2 separate regions of the Triticum aestivum genome follow, and region 1 is linked to region 2. A link is a contact called in public Hi-C data. All regions are on one chromosome and are shown on one strand. The core of a region is the stretch at or near the end of the contact, and the rest is flanking DNA. Distances in the headings are between cores, read along the strand shown. Region 1 holds the start of LOC123054912 (probable isoaspartyl peptidase/L-asparaginase 2). Region 2 holds the start of LOC123054908 (receptor-like protein kinase BRI1-like 3).

Evidence for each region. A called contact is a pair of places that touch in the nucleus more often than the background predicts.
Region 1: a contact with region 2 is called in a Hi-C map of leaf, with 4 times the contacts expected there. The contact joins the promoter of LOC123054912 here to the promoter of LOC123054908 in region 2. A contact is called at or near these places in 2 of 5 Hi-C or Micro-C datasets (both in leaf).

Annotation. Positions count from the first base shown.
Region 1 is chr2D:606,431,766-606,438,033 of IWGSC CS RefSeq v2.1, reverse strand. It overlaps LOC123054912 (probable isoaspartyl peptidase/L-asparaginase 2), which reads left to right and starts at 4,017. Exons shown (of 2, transcript XM_044478787.1): 1 at 4,017-4,565; 2 at 5,741-6,268. The coding sequence starts at 4,170.
Region 2 is chr2D:606,059,969-606,066,105 of IWGSC CS RefSeq v2.1, reverse strand. LOC123054908 (receptor-like protein kinase BRI1-like 3) reads left to right here and starts at 3,103. Exons shown (of 3, transcript XM_044478783.1): 1 at 3,103-3,219; 2 at 4,209-5,615; 3 at 5,700-6,137. The coding sequence starts at 4,256.

The DNA of each region.
Region 1 (6,268 bases), core at 2,768-5,267, 370 kb before region 2:
TGATCGACGTAGTACGTAGGTTTATTTCGTTTGCATATCTTTGTATGGATTTAAGAATCTAGTATAAGATGTCCACATGCAACTCGCGAAATTTGAGGCGTGCCCGGCCACTGCCTGCAGACGCATTCGCGGGCGTTTGAGGGGCCATATTTGTCATATCCCGTTGTAGACGCTCTAAGGAGCACATGCACAACGATATCCGAGTTATCATCAAGCAGATCAAGCCGGCCACGATAAAGTGAGTGGCGATAACAACATGGCGTCGTCTTATTCTAGTGGCAATAGTGGTCTTTTGATGGTCTAGGAACGTTAATGCAAGTTTTATTAATTTGAGATGCTTTGTACTTCTGGTGAACTTTTACGAGTGCATAATTCAAATAATAAATTTCTTAATTTTCATTACGGGTTCACATATGCTCCACAAGATCATTAAGTAGTTGCACATGCGCGTTTTGATCTCAGAGATTTCAATGCATCTCTAGAAAGTTTGCAATATGCTCTGCATGCACCTAACATTGATGCGCCTAATGTGGAGGTTCTTCGTTCGTTGGAGATCTGAAAGGCTTTGAAAGCAACGGTTAACAAAGTGAAGCCGTCCTGCATGCGCCTAACATTGATGTGAATGTATGGCTATTTTAGCAACCACTTGATTCCCCGTTTCAAAAGGATCTTGAAGACTTAATCCTCGAAGATACTCTTTGCATATTGCGGAGAAACTGCAAATCCTGCATATAAAGGGGATATCCAAAGCATACTTGACTTGTAGCAAGTGCGATTGATTATGAGAGATTCACTTGCTAATTAACCTCGGGCATGGCATCAATCGTGGAAAGAAATAAAAAATCGGCACGCATGATCGTGCATCTCCCTTTCGCCTCCTTTGTTTCTCTGTTGAAGGTGTGCGCATGCAATTTCGCCTGCCTGACTAGCTAAGCCTTGACTGCAACAGTATTCTTTTTTTTTGCGGGGATGCAACAGTATTCTTTTTGTTTGCCCGCAAAATAAAAGTATTCTTTTTGTTGTGATAAAGAAGGATTAAACGGTAGAAATTAACATGGTGGATCAGCGAGCACTAGCAACTTGGATTCCATCGATCGTGGGTTAACTTTTGTGTGAGGCGGGGCCGGGTTAACTTAACTTTGTCCGGCAGTCGGCAGGTGCGTGCATCGGCAAATTTGACAAATTTGACCTATAGACGAAATCAAATCACGGAATGAACTATCCGTGAAACTATTTCACGCCGCTGACCTTTTTGTGTGACGCCCGACACGAAGGCGCCACACTACACTGTGCAACGCCTCACAGATAGGCGCTACACGGCCAGCGTCGCACGCACCCGTGTGATCAGAAAATTACTAAGTCAGTGTGCAGCGCCTGAGAGCTAGGCGTCACACTATACAATGTAGCGCCTAGCTCCTAGGCGTTGCACTAGTGCAGCGCCTCAGAGCTAGGCGCCACGGGTCAGCCGCGTGAAATAGTTTTACGGACAGTTCATTCTGTGATTTGATTTCGTCTATAGGTTAAATTTGTCAAATTTGCCGCGTGCATCATCTCATCTTTTTGCTCCGGGGAGCTGGGGAGTGCTGTTTGTGGTTTGTGACCGTGTCCGTGCGCGTCACCCTCCTCGGTTGGGTCGCAAGTGACGCAAGTGCGTCATAGATTCTTCTGGTCTGAAATTATCTCGGCTTCGGGTGGCGGGTGGTAAAACCGGTGCCCAGGTGTCGAGCGATGAATGTGAAATATACTCTGTCGGCACTCCATGCCCTGTGGCTGATAGCGGCAGAAACAACGATGTTTCGCGCAAAAAAATTGTACCGGCACATGGAACGCATTGTTTTCCACTGCTCGTCACGTCGAAAAGATAAGATGCTTGAAACTTCCTCTGCTCATCATGCGGGCATAGTTATACGTGAATCTTCCAACAAGTAATTCCTGCAGATGCACTCATATCTGCCCTTAATTTGAGGGCTTGCGATCTTACAGATTTTGGCAATTCCTTCGCGGGTGATCTGGTGTGATCCCCACGGCAATTTTGCCCAGTAAATGTACGGACGTACCGGGTGATCCATCGAAGTTCACGGGATCATCGACAAGAAAGTTGATCCTGATTTTTAAAACGGAAGTGACAGCGATTTGCGCAGTGGAATCTTCATGGCGCCCTCACGAGATTCGGTGATAATTTAATTCCATAAAACGAGAGCTTGGGCACAAAGATTCCATCGCTATCGTCGCGTGACATGAGTGACTGCGTATCTCGTGGCTGATTCGCCCCAGCTTGTTGCGGTTTGGCTTGTCTGGATTCCACAGGAATCAGCCCATCCGGGATATTCTGCGCCAGCACCAGCGGCAACGTTGTTAGTGCATCTCCCACTCTCAAACCACCCGTAATCGTCCGGAACGCGCGGTCCAGACATTTTTGCCATCAAACGCAGGTCTATATGGTCCGTAGGCCGGTCCGGACAATCTGTGGTGGGGGCTTTGCGGGCGTTCGGATCCCTGCCACGTCCGCTCCTTACTACTCGCCTCACCAAAAAAATCTCATGGGCCCGCGCGTTTTCCCGTCCGAGAAGGTCAGCGCCGCTCCAGAGCACCAGTGTCGCATTCATGCCGGCTCAGAGCGACACGACCTCTCACCGTGCTTCGGCATTGAAATAATGTGCCGGTCGAGAGTGTTGCCCTCGCCGCTTCATGGAGTATGCGGCTGCCCCATGTTCAAATGACAACCCGCCCGTCCGCTTGCCTACATTCAACATGTGTACGGTTGCCGAGGAATGACGACCGGCGTCACTCGTCATAAATTAAGCTGATCAGGCTGACCGCGGGTAGTTGGACGACCGCCAGGTGGGGACGCGGCGGACACCGAGAAGGTGCGTGTGGCGTCCGTTCCGCGCCGACGCATTTCGGCTGCAATGGGCCGCAAATGCGTCGGCTTGCAGCCGAAATGCGTCGGCGCGGACGCGAAGCAGACATGTTGAGTTTGGTTCGGCGCGTTGGGCCTCCTCTTTTGTCCATGCCGATTCAAACGGACGTAGGCGGACGAAATGGGTCGCCCTATTGGAGTTACTCTAAATGTATATTTTGTTCCAGGACCCGTAGTGCTTAAATGCATATTTTGTTGGACTTATTGGAGTAGTTCAAGTTGATCATTTTGTAGTTTTAAAAATATTACTCCCTCCATTCCAAAATAGATGACCCAACTTTGTACTAACTTAATACATCCCAACTTTGTACTAACTTAATACAAAGTTAGTATAAAGTTGAATCATCTATTAATACATCCCAACTTTGTACTAACTTAATACAAAGTTAATATAAAGTTGAATGATCTATGTATTAAGTTAGTACAAAGTTGGGTCATCTATTTTGAAATGGAGGGAGTAGTCATTTTGTGGCATGGAATTATTTGGCACCAGAAGAATGGCGTCAGCGTCACTGTTCTGGTCTGGACTATCGAGATTGAGTAAATTCACCGGTACATACTATCTGAGGCACTGCCTCGCAAAAAAAAAAAAACCTGAGCACTGAATCTTCCTGCTGACTTGTATTCACTTTTACCACGAAGCAATCTTGCTCGTTTGCATATATTTTCTGAGTTGTTGCTCGTTTGCATATATTTTCTGAGTTGTTGCTCGTTTTGTCATAGGAGAGACATCATACTTCATACCAACGAAATGCCTTGCCTCTGCGTCGTGCTGAATCAACCGGACCCAAATCACGCAGCCTCGGAAATTCAGCTGTCAAATCCAATTATTTTAATTCTCTCAAAAAATTCCTTTTTTTATTGTTTGTCTACGGACCACACACCAGCAACTAATCCGACGGCAACCCCATATCCCGCCCAGCACTGCCGGAGAGAAGAATCCGGCCCTACTACGGCGTGACGGCCGCTCCCGGACCTGTGATACCCTTCCCAAAACCCGCAGCATCGCGAACCAGCCCGTCTCGGATCCGGAGAAGAGCCACCCCCTCCCGTCCCCTATAAATACCCCGCCTTCCCTGCCTTCTTCTCCAACACAGACATACCAACAGAGCAACAACCAACAAAGAACAGAGCACCATATCAACTAGCCGTAGCCACACAGAGAGATCGATCCAAGAGCCTTAGCTTTAGCCATCGCATAGCACAAACACCACCGCACCGCCAAGAACACATACATACATACGCACGCATGGCGCGCTGGGCCATCGCCATCCACGGCGGCGCGGGCGTGGACCCGAACCTGCCGGAGCACCGCCAGGAGGAGGCCAAGCGGGTGCTGGCGCGGTGCCTGCAGGCCGGCGTCGACCTGCTGCGGGCTGGTGCGACGGCGCTGGACGTCGTGGAGGCCGTGGTGCGCGAGCTGGAGACGGACCCCTGCTTCAACTCTGGCCGCGGCTCCGCGCTCACCCGCGCCGGCACCGTCGAGATGGAGGCCAGCATCATGGACGGCCGCGGCCGCCGCTGCGGCGCAGTCTCGGGCGTCTCCACCGTTAAAAACCCCGTGTCCCTCGCCCGCCGCGTCATGGACAAGTCCCCCCACTCCTACCTCGCCTTCGACGGCGCCGAGGATTTCGCGCGCGAGCAGGTAATCCATCCATCAATTAACGCCATGATCTTTTCCCAATCCCGGTTAATTAGCCTCCGTTGATGATGTTCCATGCAAGGTATCCAAGAAACAAAGAAACTGACGTAAAACATGCTCATCTAATTAACCGAAATTATTGCACAGTAATCCTATTTTTAATCAAAAGAATCTCGTGCGCCTGGCATGGGGGAGCGTGACAAAACGGACGATGTAGTATGGCATGCAGCAGGAATTTTTCATGGAAAGTTTCCCTTGGAAATTGGGGTGCGCTCGACACGTGCAGATGACGTGTGTGGTGCGGCACACCATCTGTCCTGTCCAGCCGAACCTTTTCTGTACATAGTGTACACAGCACCAACACAGCTGCATGCAGCAAAGCTTGCACGGGAAAGACAGTTCATTGCAGAGACGCATCTTGCTTCGATCCTGCAAGTCCATTGCTACCAAGATATTTTGGTGTAGCTTAGGCTCGGTATGTAATTTGTTCCGTATCGTATCTGCATGCTTCGTTTTGCGTAAGCATGTCATTTTTTAGATACATGCCTCAGAGTTTTCAGTCAAGATCTTGCAGCTAGCTAGCCATCAGCCGCGCCAAAGGCATCCATCTTGTCGCATGCGCAAAAGAAAATGCTTCGATGCATGTGCACGACTTTCTTTCTTGTGGTCGGCACTATTTCATACTAAATTAAACAAGATGTACATTTTTTTTAAAGATCGGGGAACAATTTTTTAATCGAAGTAAATAGAAGGAGTCTCTTGTCAGATCCATGAACCTATGATGGTTACTGTACACAACCGTAGGACCCCTGTTTCTACTTGCATGCTCCCCTGTTTTTGGCGCGAAAACGTGTGCACGGCATCGCCTCCCCCTGTGCACCACTCACGTCGTCTGGGCGACGGACAGCCACGGGACGCAATCCAGGCCGGATGTCGTGCCCCGTCCATGCCAGCCGCCGCGCCGGGACCAGGCCACTTGCTCCCCGGCTGACGAATATGTCGTCGACGCCATACCATCGAGTTACAGCAACTGGATCCGTTTCCGTGATTGCCACAAAATCCCTCGTTTTGTCTGCAGATCTCGGGGCTGTGCTAACCTAATTTGCATCGACAGTTAACCCAATTTTACTATTTGAATGTGTGGATCTGATTTGGTTTCCAACTTGATCTGTTTGTAGGGTCTTGAGGTTGTGGACAACAGCTACTTCATCACGGAGGAGAACGTCAGTATGCTCAAGCTCGCCAAGGAGGCCAACAGCATCCTCTTCGACTACCGCATCCCGCTGGCCGGGGCCGACACCTGCAGCGCGCTGGCGGCGGCGGTGGAGGGCCACGGCAGCAACGGCATGGTGATGAACGGGCTGCCCATCAGCATCTACGCGCCGGAGACGGTGGGGTGCGCGGTGGTGGACTCTAACGGCTTCACGGCGGCGGCCACCTCCACGGGAGGGCTGATGAACAAGATGACGGGACGCATCGGCGACTCGCCGCTCATCGGCGCCGGCACCTACGCGTGCGGTCACTGCGCCGTGTCTTGCACTGGCGAGGGCGAGGCCATCATCCGCTCCACGCTGGCGCGGGACGTGGCGGCCGTCATGGAGTATAAAGGGCTCCCGCTGCAGGAGGCCGTGGACTTCTGCGTCAAGGAGCGGCTCGACGAGGGGTTCGCGGGGCTCATCGCCGTGTCCGGCACCGGCGAGGTTGCC
Region 2 (6,137 bases), core at 1,854-4,353:
CAAGGTAGAGTAGGGCATGGTACACGAGCCGGCTCACGGGACTCAAGGCCCCTCCGCCTCCCATGCCCTACTCTTCCTCGTCGGAGCCCGGAACCCGTTGGGTGCCGATGGACGTCAGATCAATAATGGATCCATCCTGGCACGAGTCGGCGACATCCACCACGACGCGGTTGCGGCACCCGAACTGGTGCACCGTACGGGGCTTCAGACAATGTGACTCGGCCTCGCCGACGTCCATCGCCTCTAGCGCTACGGCCGCCTCCCGCGCCCTCTGGCTCACACGATGGGCACGCCACGCCAAGGTTACGTCGGACGACGCCCACGGTGCGTCCATGACCTCTGCGCGCCAACTGAGGGTTGCGCGTCCGCCACCGCGTTCTGATGCCAGACGGACCGCACCGCCTCTTTGTGTCGCAGCGACGGTTGCCCTAGCGCCAGATCCATGCGCCATTTGGGCGGACGCAATCGATTCCCGACGGAAGGAGTTCGAGCGTTGCCGTGCACGGGCCTCCTCTCGGGCACGGCGGAGCGCAAGCCGGACGGCCATCTCCTCCTCGGGGCCACGTGGGATGAGTTTGGGGTCGACGGATCTGAAGGTGAATGACTCGGATCCTCTACCCGCCATGCCGGAGACGATCGGAAGGAGCCAAAAATGAGCTCGGGTGGCGGAGGGGAGTGGACGGAGGGGGAGTGAAGTGTCTAGGGTTTGGCCCAGCGAGCGGATGGGGATGATTTTATGTGGGGTCGGGTGGGCCAGCATGGGACGGGTTTGACGTGCCCGAGTGCCCCATATCCGCCCCATATTTGGGCTGGATATGGGGGGTGCCGGTCAGCCCGGGCGTTTGAGGGCCGTTTGAGGGGCCCGTCTGGGTCAAAAAATCGTGACTAGGCAGTGACTGGGCGGCCCGCCGGGGCGTATGAAGCGGGTTTGAGAGGTCCGGCTGTAGATGCTCTTAAATAATGCATTTCACATCTGGATATCTCAAATTAGAAATCTCAAATTCATATTATTACATGCAACGTAGCGATCTTTAAGCGGAGCTTGTTCGGTCGACGTGTCCGTGTCCGGCAGCCGGCTGCGCTCCCCAGAGTGTTGGTCTGGTCGGCGGCAAGGAAGAGTAGGGCATGGGACACGAGCCGGCTCACGGGACTCAAGGCCCCTCCGTCTCCCATGCCCTACTCTTCCTCGTCGCAACTCGGAACTCGTTGGGTGCCGGTGGACGTCCGATCGATAATGGATCTATCCTGGCACGAGTCGGCGACATCCACCACGACACGGTTGCGGCGCCCGAACTGCTGCACCGTACGGGGCGCCGGACAATGCGACTCCGCCTCGCTGACGTCCACCGCCTCGAGCGCTGCCGCCGCCTCCCACGCCCGCTGCCTCGCACAGCGGGCACGCCGCGCCATGGTTGCGCCGGACGACGCCCACGGTGCGTCCATGACCTCCGCGCGCCAACGGAGGGGTTGCACGTCCGCCACCGCATTCCGATTCCTGACAGACCGCACCACTCTTTGTGAGGTAGCGACGGCTGGCCCAGCGCCGGATCCATGCGCCATTTGGGCGGACACAATCGATTCCCGGCGGAAGGAGTTCGAGCGTTGTCATGCACGGGCCTCCTCTCGGGAGTGGCGGAGCGCAAGCCAGACAACCATCTCCTCCTCGGGGCCGCGTGGGATGAGTTCGGGGTTGACGGATTTGGAGGTGAAGGACTCAGATCCGCTACCCATCATGCCGGAGACGATCGGACGGCACCGAAGATGAGCTTGGGTGGCGGAGGGGAGTGCGGGCCTTGTCCGACAATATTTGGGCTGGTTATGAGGGGTGCCGATTGTCGTGGAAGTGAGTCAGACAGTAAGAATAGGGGGTATGTAGGAGGAGGCAAGGTCCTAGCTACAGTGAGGTTGTACACGTAAGTTTACGAGTTCAGGGCCCTCTCGGAGGAGGTACAGCCCTACGTCTCGGTGCCCGGAGGCTTGTCGACTGGATTATGCGTGGAAGTTACAGGGCGTGCGAACCCTTGTGCCTGAGGAGGGGTGACTTATATAGAGTGCGCCAGGACCCTCGTAGCCCTCAGTTACACAGGGTTCAATGTGAGTTAAGACAGAGGCATTACTGGTAACGCCAGCTATTAATGATCTTTATGACTACAGAGTGAACGTCTGACCGTTGCCATCATGAGGTGGCTTTAGATCTTCTGTACTCCGAGTGATTCTTCATGTGGTCGAGTGACTCTATAGTGGTCGAGTGGAATTGGGGTATCCGAGTGAAATCTTCTGTCGAGTGAATAGCACTTCAAGGTGATTTCAGTCGGTACTCACTGTTGGACTCTGAATGTCTAACCCTAGAGTAGTGTCCTTAGGTAGGGTGTCTAGGTCAGGCCTAAGACCCTACCCTAGGTACATGTCATCGTCACCGGCCAGCCAGGCGTTTGAGGCGCTCGGCTGGGCCAAAATTTCGTGACTGGTCCGTGACTGGCCGATCACCTCGGACGTTTGAGAAGGGTTTGAAATGCCCGGCTGTAGATGCTCTTATAATGCTTCAATGGCGCGCGCGGGAAAAACCGTACAGCTTGCTTTTTGCCTGAGCGGATGCGGGATAATGTGGACATCGCGCCTGCGCATGTGACGGCTGGAACGGCGTCGGCACGGCCCGGAACGAGCTGTCCATATCGGGTACAAAGGTCAACATTGGCTTGAGCAGGCAATGGATGCGTACTGCGCGAGGGGGGTGGAGACGCGGAGGAGACAGGAACATGGGCGCGCGACGGTGAAAGACTGAAATGGACAACCCGTGGTGACGCCGACGGCGACGGCGCCCGCGCGAGATGGGAAAAAAGAACGAGCCGGCCGAGAGAGCGTCGGGCACAGCGTGTCATTTTTCTCACCAACTGAAAGTCACCCGTCTACGATACGGTCGTAGTTTCAGGTATGGCCCAGTGGCAGCCAAAGCATGGACTTAGCTCGAGTAGAGTCAAACAAAAGCGAAACCACCAGTCAAAATAAACGGCCCATATGACTCCCAGCCGAGATCCGACGGTCAGGATAATCTCAAGAGGGAGTGGCCCGAGAGTGTTCCATATCCTGCGGGTTGAATGGTTAGCCATACATACCTCTGCTCTTTCTTCTACAGATCCATTCCATGGCGATCGGCGCGACCACTAACGAAAGAAGGCTCCATTGACTCTGCTATGTTACGGTGTCCATTCTCCTCAAGTGGTATGTCTCCATGTCTTTTACTTCTCTCTGTTTCCCCCCCTAGATATTAGCACTTTGGGTTTTGAATTCTTCACTTCTTTGTTTAATCGATTTCAACATGTTCTCTTCATTTTTAAAACACTGTCTCATTTTTCCGGCTAGGAAGCAATTATGTAGAATTGCCCAAATCATATCATGGAGCTGTTATTAAAATCCATGGCAGAAATGAACAACAAATATTGTTAGAGAATAGGCCCATGGCCCCGGGTGAGGATTTTTGCCTGGAGCCTGAAATTTTGCAAAAATCCAAAATCACCAGCTTACAACATTCAGATCATAGAACACCCAGCCCCCAACAAGCTACAAATTAACTAGTAATTCGCTTTGGCACGTGGGAGCGTGTGCTCCTGCCACCGGAAAAAATATTAGTGTGAAAAAATCCCAAACAGAAATTTGGTGCATACACCTCAACATTATATGTGTGCACGTCAAGTTTCGGAGAAAACGAACATTTTCTGTGGCTTGTGTAAAAAAGACAAAAATATGTCTTATGAAAAGCACTTTTTAACACCAAATTTTGTGTTTTTCAAACACGACACATAACTTGTCAGTTTTCCACGAAACGGCTTTGTGAGCATGTACAATATCAAGATGTATGCATCAATTTTTTTTTGGAATATTTTGACATTTCAAAATACGTTCAAAACACATTTTAAAAATCAGGAGCACGTGCTCCCGTGTGCCAAAACGCCACTCTCCAAATTAACAATACATATGAAACTATAAGTTATACTCTTTCCTACGTGGTACGTCCTCTAGTCATAAACACACGTGATTCTCTGCAAAGTTGTGTAAATATGTAAACTAGAAATCCAGATTGGTTATCTTCGGCACCGAGAGGATGATTAATCCAAGGAAATTAAGCACTCTTACGTGCTTCGTTTATTTTGTTTCCTTGATTATTATGTTGGATTAAATTTGACTTTTACCACTACCAAAACTGTTTCTAGGTCAAATTGTCTTCCAACGTTGAATAAGTTCGCTACTACTTCCAAAGATGGATCATCCAGAAAATATAGTAACACAACTTATCCATGAAGAGCACAGATCAAAATGGATAGCACGTAGCAATCATAATGTGAAATGTTTTACAGAAAATGAGATAAACAGATTTACTGACAACTATAAGACTTTACTGGGTAGAGGTGCCTTCGGAGAAGTTTATCAAGGAGTCCTTGAGGACAAAAGTATGGTTGCAGTCAAGAAGTTTATCTGCAATGTAAAAGAAGATTTTGCCAAAGAGTTGCTCGTCCACCGTGAGATCAATCACAAGAATGTCGTCAGATTAGTCGGCTACTGTATTGATGAAAATGCCCTAATGGTGGTCACGGAGTATATTCCTAAAGGAAATCTGAGTGACATCCTTCACGGCGATAGCATTCACATTGCTTTGGATACACGGCTAAGAATTGCCATTGAATGTGCAGAAGCGTTGGGCTATATGCATTCACAAATGTATACTCAGGTCATTCATGGTGATATCAAGCCTGCTAATATACTTCTGGATGATGGACTCAGAGCAAAAATATCAGACTTTGGAATATCAAGACTAGTCAACACTGAAAATACTTTATATACTCTAAATGTGATAGGAAGTATAGGCTACATGGACCCTCTATTTGCTCAGAATGGTCGCCTCACAGCAAAAAGTGATGTTTATAGTTTTGGAGTTGTGCTTCTGGAGCTCATAACGAGAAAAAAAGCAAGAACAGAGAATGGGGAGATCGGCTTGGTTGAAAGTTTTATTCAATCTCTTTCAAAAGGGTTTAGGAGGGTGAGGGAGATGTTTGATCCTGAAATTGCAACATCAAGTGACATGAAGACTGTCGATGAGATTGCTAAGTTGGCTGGTAAATGCTTGAAGATGGAACTCAACAAACGTCCTGAGATGTTAGAAGTTGTAGAACGTCTTCGCAAACTTAGAAAAGCTCCACATCAGGTACAAGGAAGACTAGCTTTTTTTCCTTTGGGGAGGAAAAATAAACTAGCTCCAGCCGAAACACCATCACTAGAAAGCAGCAGCAGTACCCAAAATGTTGGAACTTTTATTGTTAGGTCGACAGTGGCAGGCCAATCGTTCGAGCTGGAAGACCTGCTTCGGGGGTCAGCTGAAATTCTGGGCAAGGGTACCGTCGGGACAACATACAAAGCAACGCTTGAAGGTGGTTATGAGTTGGTGGTCAAGAGGCTGAAGGGTATGCATTTGCCGAAGGCGGATTTCGAGCAGCATATCACGGTGATTGGCGCCATCCAGAACAAACACATTGTGCCACTACGGTGGTATTACTATAGCACGGAAGAGCAGTTGCTAGTGTATGATATCATCCCCATGGGTAGCCTGGCAAAAGTGCTCCACGGTAATGTAACAATGCTATCATATGCTTGCCTTCATAATTTCTAATGTTTTTTATGCATCATTGATTCATGATGTGTTAATCTAGGTGACAGAGACTCCGGCCCATCTCTGCTGGACTGGGAGCAGCGGTCAGCTATCTCACTTGCTGCTGCGCGCGGTGTGGAGGCTATCCACTTAGCTGGACCATCGAGCTGCCATGGCAACATTAAGTCTTCCAACATTCTGCTCACCGGCACCCACGATGCATGTGTGTCGGAGCATGGCCTGATAACACTTGGTGTGTATTCCAGCGCCTCCGGCTACTGTGCTCCTGAGGTCAATCACAATAGGTCAGTCTCCCAGAAAGCTGATGTGTACAGCTTTGGCATCCTAATGCTGGAGCTTCTCAGCAGCAAGGCTCCAGCAAAGAGCATACAGAATAAGAAGGGACTAGATTTGGCACGGTGGGTGTGTTCCATCACACCTGAGGAGTGGACAGAGGAGGTGTTCGACGTGGAGCTCCTAGGACAACAGCAGAAGGACG